Linked DNA regions of Mus musculus: region 2 is linked to region 1. The links are chromatin contacts, called in public promoter capture Hi-C maps. All regions are on one chromosome and are shown on one strand. Each heading gives the region's core, a stretch centred on a gene start, on an enhancer-like site or on the middle of the called end of the contact. The rest is flanking DNA. Distances are from core to core; before and after follow the strand shown. Region 1 holds the start of Luc7l3 (LUC7-like 3 (S. cerevisiae)). Region 2 holds the start of Acsf2 (acyl-CoA synthetase family member 2).

Region 1 (4,070 bases), core at 206-2,705:
CCATGCTGGTCTGGAACAATAATCCTTCTGGCCAAGCCTCCCAAACAAGGGGATTATAGGCCCGGTCTGCTATTCCTAGCTGAATATGAATCTTGTTTTTGAGACAATGTCTCACTATGTAGCCCTGGCTGGCCTCGATCAACTTGCCTCTGGATTGCTAGGGATTAAAAGTTTGCAAGGCCGAATTAATACTTTTAAAGAAATTCCAGGGAGTTCACCACTCAGCATGAAGAACAGAGTTTAACCTCCAGCACATACATGTAAAACAGTGGTTTATAGCTGCAGTACTAAGGAAGCAGAAATAAAAGGATTCGTAGGGCTTTCAGGCTGACAGAGAGCTCACGTCCCAGTGAGACATTCTTTTTGAAAAAGGGTTTCTCTGTATAACAGCCATGGCTTTATACAGAAACTTGTTTTGTAGACCAGGCTGGCCTCAAACTTAGATATTCACCTGCCTTTGCCTCCCAAGTGTTAGCACTTAAGAGGCAGAAGCAGGTGAACCTCTTTAATTCATAAAATCCACCTGACTCTGCCTTCCCAGTGCCTTCCTAGATAAAAGGTATACGGTGACAGCAAGCCCAGCTAAGTTTTCCTAATCTTTTGAAAGTTTAGATTGAGGAGCAATGGTGGCACGTCCTAGCACTCATAAGGCTGAGACACGGGAATCTCTGTGAGTTCGAGGCCAGCCTGGTGAGTTCCAGAACAGCTAAAGTTACAGAGAAACCCTATCCCGAAAAACAAAACCAAAAACCAAACAAAGGTGGATAGTTCCTGAGTAATGGACTCCAGAGGGTAACCTCTGGTCTCCTCTATGATTCCCTGAACACACAGTAACACATTTGATACAAAGTGAAGGAAGATAAATTCCTGGATTGGAGGTATTACAACATAATTCCTCCACCGCATATAGTCTATTCCTTGATTTTCCTCCCTAAAAATCGAGGAAGTCCGGACAAAACCGGGTAGAAGAGTTGAGGATTTAACTCGCTGGTAGAGCGTTAAGCGTTAAGGTTCCCGGTTCAATCCCCAGCATCGAACTGGGTGGGTGTGGGAAGGGTGGAGGGTGCAGACATAAATAAGGACAGGTAGAGGAGGAAGAAACTACAGCGACAGGAAAATGGAGTCTGAGCACGATCGCAGCTCGCTCTTCTTGTTTCCCTCCCTGGAAGATGGTCCCCCGCACACCACGTGGACAAAGGGACATTTTCTCCGTTTCAGGGCAGTGGCAAAGGACCCAGAGCTAGATTGCTCTTTCTCCAAGTAAAAAAGAGGCCGACACCGGCAGCCGTTAGAGCGTCCACCGCTCCGTTGGGTGGAAGGCACGGCGGGGGCGGAGTCAGTGCCTGGCGGGGCTTTGCCCCGGGCCCGGGCCGGAGGTCCCGCCCCCTCGCCGGAGAAGCCGCGCTGCCCGCCCTCGCAGCCCGGGCCTAGGCGTGTCTCCACGGGCGCACGGCATGCTGGGAAGGTGCCCGGGCGGCGGCCATTTTGTCTTCTCGGCTCCTCTCTGGAAGAGGCTTTTCGAGCTTGAGAGTGGGCCGAGGGGGCTTGGTTCGGCGGCCGGGCGGCTGGTGGGGTTTTTTATCGGGTGGGTGCTAGGGCTGGCGTGAGCAGCCGCCCGGAGGAAGCACCATGATTTCTGCCGCGCAGTTGCTGGATGAGTTAATGGGCCGGGACCGAAACCTCGCCCCGGATGAGAAGCGCAGCAACGTGCGCTGGGACCACGAGAGCGTAAGTCCCGTGGGCCTCGGGCCTGTGCCCCGGGGACTGGGGGAGGGGGAGCTGAAGGGACCCGAGGGCGGGCCGAGGCTGGCCCGAGCGGGGTGCGGCGCGATTTGGGGGGACCTGGCCGCGCCGACTGAAGCACCTGACGGCGGAGGGAGGCGGGCGTGCGGCCCAGGACGGAGGGAGGATTCCGCGCCAATCCGGGGGATAGCGGCGTTTGTTGTTGTGTGGAGGAAGTCCGGGATGGCGCTTGGCTGGGCAGAAGAAGAAGCACCTTGGTGAGGCCGAGAAACGCGGGAAAAGGAAGAAGGAAGGGCTCGCTTGATTCCACCAGAGCTCCGGGGTTTTACCGTATGAATAAGAAAGCAGGCTTCCGTTATTTGGGTGCAGTCTGTCTGTCTGTCTGTCTGTCTATCTATCTATCTATCTATCTATCTAGAGTGTGTGAGTGTGTGTGTGTGTGTGTGTGTGTGTGTGTGTGTGAGAGAGTCGGGAGTCATATAGATAGATAGCCTGACTCCCGACCAGTATTCGTGGGGAAGGACATCGTAGCAGTGCATTGCTTAGGAGTGCTGCCATTTGGACACTTCTGTGAGAAGGTAGACAGTTGAAAGACGGAACGAGGTACAGTTTTATCATGAACAGTTTTTTGCTAATGCGGTTTGATGGCCGTTTGACGCGTGCTTGATGGCCGTAGTAGACCCTCAGCTAGGCAGTTGTGAAGGTTTTTGTTTTCACATAAACTCATTCGGTCCTTTTACTCTCTTAGAAAGGTTAACTATAACTCCTGGGTCGCAGGTGAGGCTAAAGCCTCTCTCTCTCTCTCTCTCTCTCTCTCTCTCTCTCTCTCTCTCTCGGTCTCTTGGTGATCGGGAAAGCTAAATCTAATTTTTGTAGCACTGTTGAGGTTGCACTGTTCTTCGTGCATATACTGTACTGTATTTCAAGTACTTTTTATCTAGTTTTGTACGTGGAGCACACTGTCTTAGATCTGAACTGGAGAGTGGGTACACTTGATTTTACCTTGCAGTTATAATCAAACAGCAGTTTTAAATCACTTGATAAAATATGAGAAAATGGCTCAACAAAAGCTTTGTTTTGTTTCTGTTTTTGAGGCAGTGTTTTACTCTGTAAGCAGGTGGTTCTCGAACTTGAAATCCTCACTCCGCTTCCAGAGTGCTGGGATTACATCGTTGCCACGATTGGCTAACAGGCTTTTTAGGAAAGTAAATTATGTATTTTTTTAAATCTATTTATTTATTATATGTAAGCACACTGTAGCTGTCTTTAGACACACCAGAAAAGGGCATCAGATCTCATTACAGATGGTTGTGAACCACCATGTGGTTGCTGGGATTTGAACTCAGGACCACCAGAAGAGCAGTCAGACCTCTTCCCCACAGAGCCATCTCACCAGCTCAGTATGCGTTGTTTTTAAACACATGGTTTGAGTGAAGTAACAATTTCTCTTTTGACATATAGAAAAAAAGTAAAGTGGGGTACCTAATTTCTGTATGTTTAAAAAAAAGTGTTCAGAGCTAATAGCAGGAGCCTTCAGTCCTAACACTTGAGGCAGATGCAGGCGGGATTCCTGTAAATTCCAGGCTAGCCTGGTCTACTTCACACTCACAGTTAGGGCTCCACAGAGAAACTCTTATCTCCAAAAACAACAACAACCCCACCCCCAAAAAAACCCCCCAAAACCAAAAGAAGTGTATGGCTAAAGTTGTATGGAAGTGGTGCCTGACTTCAAGTATGTTCTTAGGGTAGAGTTTATGGTGTTATTAGTTACATTGATTCATTGCAGCATGTGAATCTCCTGACGTTCATTGTCCTTCTGTTGCCTACTTATGTCTTGACCTTCTGCTGGTTTTTTTTTTGCTTCTGTCTCAGTGAACTTTCTCTTCTCACCCCACTTAACTCTTCAATCTAAGCATTTTGTTTGTTTTGTTTCTTGTGTGTTTGTTTGTTTGTTTGTTTTTGTTTTTTCAAGACAGTTTCACTGTTTCCCCTGGCTGTCCTGGAACTTAACTCTGAAAACCATGTTGGCCTTGAATTCAACGAGATCCTCCTGCCTCTGTCTCCAAGAGCTAGAACTAAAGGTTTGGACCACCCCTGCCTAGTCAGCATTGATTAGTTTTTCCAGTCAGGTTCTCTCTAATGTCCTAGAACTTGCTCTAGGTCAGGGCTGGCCTCAAACTCAAAGGGATTAGTCTATTTAAACTATTTAAACAGGGTTTCTCTGTGTAGCCCTGGCTGTCCTGGAACTCACTTTGTAGACCAGGCTGGCCTCGAACTCAGAAATCCGCCTGCCTCTGCCTCCCGAGTGCTGGGATTAAAGGCGTTAA
Region 2 (4,576 bases), core at 716-3,215, 280 kb before region 1:
GAGAGACCAACTTCAACAAGTTGTCTTCTGATCTCCATTGTGTGCACGTATGGTGTGCACGAACAAATCACATAAGATTGGCCACAGTGGTGCAAGTCTGTAATTCCAGAAGACAAAAGGAGGCAGGAGGATCAAAGTTCAAGGTCATGCTAAGATTTATACAGATGAGGTCAGCCTGAGCTATATGAGACCCTGTCTCAAAAAAAAAAAAAAAAAAAGCTACTTCATGTTGACATTAGAGCCCCTTTCTCTGTCTGTCTGTCTGTCTGTCTGTCTCTTTTTTTTCTCCCTAGGGTGGCCACAGACTCCCTGTGTAGCTGAAGATGACTTTGAGTTCCTGATTCTCCTACCTTTATTGCCCTGGCTGGAATCATGCAGGTCTATGAGTCCATTTCTGAGTCAGAGAAACAAGGGGAAGGCGATAAAGGCTTCCCCAGGCTAGCCCATAGGACAGGCAGAATGGCTTATCTTCCCTTCCCCCCAAGACTCACTCAGAGACTAGTCAGGAAGAGAAAGGGTCCCGGGGACCAGAATGTACCCTTCACTTTGCCAGGACAATTATTTATCTAGAAGGAATCAACGATTTGTCCAGGGTCATCCACCAAGCCTTCAAGGCAGGGCTTGGCTCCTGAACTTGGGATACCAGTCAGCACCCTTCACTCCCTGGGCCTGGCTGTCTGAAACCACTGTATACATTTGATTTGGAGGGCATCATGCCGTTTCAAGCCCAGCTTTTCAAAGTCTCTCCTCTTGACTTGTTCTCCAACGGAACACAGATTCTTTCCAAAAAGCTGTCAGAGGGAGAGGGAGAGGGAGAGAAAGAGAGAGATATCTGGTCACTCTGGAGATCAGAGAAGGAGTAGCTGTATTAGTCATGACCCCAGCTGAACCAGATCAAGGCAAAGGTTCACCAGGCTAACCTCCACCCTCCGCCAACTGTTCCTCTGCCTGGCTTTCTTCATTCCAAGTCAGGAGAAGGGAAGCCACCCGGCCGGGGGCCTTTCTTCTCTTCTTTCCCAGATCGTTCAGGACAACGAGGAGCTAGAAAGTGGAGGACTAGTGTACTCATCTTTGGACACCCAGCGCACAGCCTGAGCACTCACCTCTTGTAGATCTTGTCACCCATCCTCCTTGGATGACGTTAGAATACATTCCTAAGGGCACAGCTAGAGGGTTGAGTCACAAAGTCAGGGTCCTTTGGAGCCTAGGGGAGCAGCTGAGGAAATTGTGTTTAAGGCTTCAGGCTAGAGCAGAAAGAGGGAAGGTAGGATACAACAGACGCGTCCCTGATGCCACCTAATCTTGTCTACCTGGTACTCTTCTCAGAGTCGTGGGGAGGATGCAAGGTCGAAGTAAAGCTGACTCTTAGCCTCTGGCCAGACTAGCACCTTGGTCCCCGGAGGTCTCCGAATACAGAGGGGTTTACCCATCAGAGCGGTAGGTCCCAACTACCTTTCCTCTCCCCAGAGGCCCTCTGCTCCAGTTGGCAGGCCTCAGGGGCACTCGGGGCAGATTCCTTTGGCCTGTAGCTCAGCACCCAGGAAGTCCCCACGTGACCCAAGCCCTACTGGGCACGTGGGACCAACCAGTCCAGGCATTGTCATCTGGCTCTATATAGACTGTTGATTGTTTTCCCGTTTATGAAACTCTTAGGCCCTCCAAAGTTAGAGTGATGATTGCAGGAAGGCCCTGTATTGTGCTGCAGAGCCGGTCTTGGGAGCCCCGGGAGGGGGAGGGGGGACAAGGGCGGGACTTCGAGGGCGGGCTTGAAGGGCTGCAGTTCCCACGCAAAGGTGGCCAGGACCGAGTCGCCACTTCCCGGCCTCTCCTCGCCCCGCCCCGCCCCGCCCCGCGGGGACCCAGTCCTCCTCACCCCATAGGCAGAGCGACCCTCCCGCCTCCCCGTCCGCTTCTTAATTACCCTCGCCTCGTTCACTTTCAAAGTTTACTCCCGGCCCGGACCCGCGGCGGAAGCGAGCCATGGCTGTCTATCACGGGATGCTGCGCTTCGGGAGGCTGTGTATCGCGAGCCTGGGGGCGCGGGGCCCCCGGACGCTGCTCTCTCGCCCTCGGCCGAACTCGAAGTTGCAGAGTGTCCGCGCTCTCAGGTACCCCGAGCAGCATTCCGAAAAGAGAGGGGGCTGGGCAGTCCCGAGAAGGGAACTTGGGAGTTCTGCAGTGCTTGGCAGGGGCTGACCCCACTCTGGGTAGCCCTCACACACACTACCCTACCACCTAGGCAAAGGGAAAAGCCAGGCCTGCCCGGGATCTGGGGCTGCTGCTCATAGCCACAGGAGTCCCAGGCTGAGTTCAAATTCTAGTTCAGAATTCTGTATGCGTCCCATGTGGTACACAGAGCCAGGAGTGGAGGCTTTTTAACAGTACACCCGAGGAATAGAGCTGAATACTGCTAGGGCATTCTCTCAGCTGTATTAACTCCCGTGAAAAATGTGGGGACCGTTTGGGGGTCCACAGGGCACTGAGTATAACAGATCTTTCCTTCCTTTGTTTTCTTTTCCTTCCTTCTTTTCCTCCACCACCTCCTCTACTTTTTGGAGCAGGGTTCTCTCTGTAGCTGTGGTTGTCCTGAAACTCGCTCTGTACACCAGGCTAGCCTTGAAATCACAGAGATCTGCCTGACTCTGCCTTCTGAGTGCAGAGACTAAAGACCTGTACCACCACTGCCCGGCTTCCTTCCTCCTTTCAGTCATTACCACTTCTGGGCCCATTTTTTCATCTGTCTTCAGTGCAAGATCTGGGAAAGGGGTTGGCAGGAGAGAGTTGGCTGAATAAATCTAATATGACCAGACACGGAGGGGACTGCAGGAGCTTGCTGGGGAAAGGCCAAGCTGGGAGAGTTGGCTGTGCAACAAGGTGAATGGTGGTATCCTCTGCGTCCAGTAGGTATGCACATCGCCTATCCTGCTCTACCGCACGGAAGGGCAAACTACTAAGCCTGTTGTCCGTATTATTGTGCAGGCTGTGGTCTTGGAAAGGAATAGTGGAGGCACGGCAGAAAGAGGAATATGTCTCAGAAAACACTACTAAGTTTAAAAGACACTACTAAGGCCGATGAGAGTAGTGGTGTGTACCTTTAAGGCAGAGCCAGGGTTTCTGAGTTCAAGGCCAGCTTGGCCTATGAAGTAAATTCCAGGACAGTTGGGGCTAAACAGATAAACCCTGTGCACCCAATCAAAAGACAGCCCCCCTGAGAAGAAGTTGGACGGACAAGTTGGAAGATGTCTTTTTGGCTGGAACTCTCAGGTTCTGAGAGCTAAGTGCCTTCTGAGAATTAAGAAACAAACTGGTGTGTGTGTGTGTGTGTGTGTGTGTGTGTGTGTGTGTGTGTGTGTATGTATGTATGTATGTGAATTAGCACTCTAACACTGATGTTAGTACATGTTCAGCTCCTGTGAAGTGCTTTAACATCCCTCTGCCTTCTTTCCTGAGGAGACCTAGGGGCTCATGGCTCCATGCACATGTGATTTTTGTTTTTGTTTTTCCTTCCTTCCTTCCTTCCTTCCTTCCTTCCTTCCTTCCTTTCTTTCTTTCTTTCCTTCTTTCTTTCTTTTCTTTCTTTCTTTTGGGGGAGGTTTTTTCGAGACAGAGTTTCTCTGTGTAGCCCTGGCTGTCCTGGAACTCACTCTGTAGACCAGGCTGGCCTTGAACTCAGAAATCCACCTTCCTCTGCCTCCCAAGTGCTGGGATTAAAGGCGTGCGCCACCACGCCCGGCTGTTTGTTTTTTAATATGAGTACACTGCAGCTGTCTTCAGACACACACCAAAAGAGTGCATCGGATCCCATTATAGGTGGTTGTGAGCCACCATATGGTTGCTGGGATTTGAACTCAGGACCTCTGGCAGAGCTGTCGGTGCTCTTAACCGCTGAGCCATCTCTCCAGCCCTCACTTGTGTTTTAAGTGCAGGTGAAGGCAACTGATAAATGTGTTTTCCTTTATCTCTCTCTACCTTACCATTTTGAGGTAGGGTACTGAGCCTGGGACCCATTGATTCTGCTAGGATGGCTAGCCAGTGAGTTCTAGGGATTTTTTCTTCTCTGTCCCCCAGCCCCTAGCACTGAGAAGTTACAGGTGGCTGAGCCATGGTGCCAAGCTTTTGTGTGAAAGTTGGGGATCCAGCTGGGTGTGGTGGCGCATGCCTTTAATCCCAGCACTCGGGAGGCAGAGGCAGGCAGATTTCTGAGTTCGAGGCCAGCCTGGTCTACAAAGTGAGTTCCAGGACAGCCAGGACTACACAGAGAAATCCTGTCTCGAAAAAAAAAAAAAAAAAAAAAAAAGAAAAGAAAAGAAAGAAAGAAAGAAAAGAAAAAGAAAAGAAAGTTGGGGATCCGAACTCAGTTCCTTCTGACTGTACCGCAGTCGCTTTACTGATTGAGCCACTACCCTAACCCCAACATTTGTGATCTTTGGCATTTTTCTGTGTAAACAAAGCAGGTCACTTACTGCCCTCAGGCCTGTGATCTCTGAGGGCTTCAGTGTCAGGCCTCAGAGAAACTATGTCCAGAAGAGACCTATTTATCAAGAGAGAGAGAGAGAAGGAGAGAAATATTTTCTGA

The links. Promoter capture Hi-C pulls out the DNA fragments that hold promoters and counts their contacts.
Region 2: a contact with region 1 is called in a promoter capture Hi-C map of liver. The contact joins the promoter of Acsf2 here to the promoter of Luc7l3 in region 1. A contact is called at or near these places in 22 of 39 promoter capture datasets (the 3T3-L1 cell line, 3T3-L1-derived adipocytes, the C10 cell line and 12 more), 1 of 484 Hi-C or Micro-C datasets (nephron progenitors), 15 of 115 datasets of contacts at active chromatin or transcription factors (the NIH/3T3 cell line, the SCID.adh cell line, bone marrow-derived macrophages and 8 more) and 2 of 9 other capture datasets (adipose tissue and liver).

Annotation. Positions count from the first base shown.
Region 1 is chr11:94,319,348-94,323,417 of GRCm38.p6, reverse strand. Luc7l3 (LUC7-like 3 (S. cerevisiae)) reads left to right here and starts at 1,455. Exons shown (of 10, transcript NM_001361574.1): 1 at 1,455-1,728. The coding sequence starts at 1,630.
Region 2 is chr11:94,599,175-94,603,750 of GRCm38.p6, reverse strand. It overlaps Acsf2 (acyl-CoA synthetase family member 2), which reads left to right and starts at 1,965. Exons shown (of 16, transcript NM_153807.2): 1 at 1,965-2,108. The coding sequence starts at 1,981.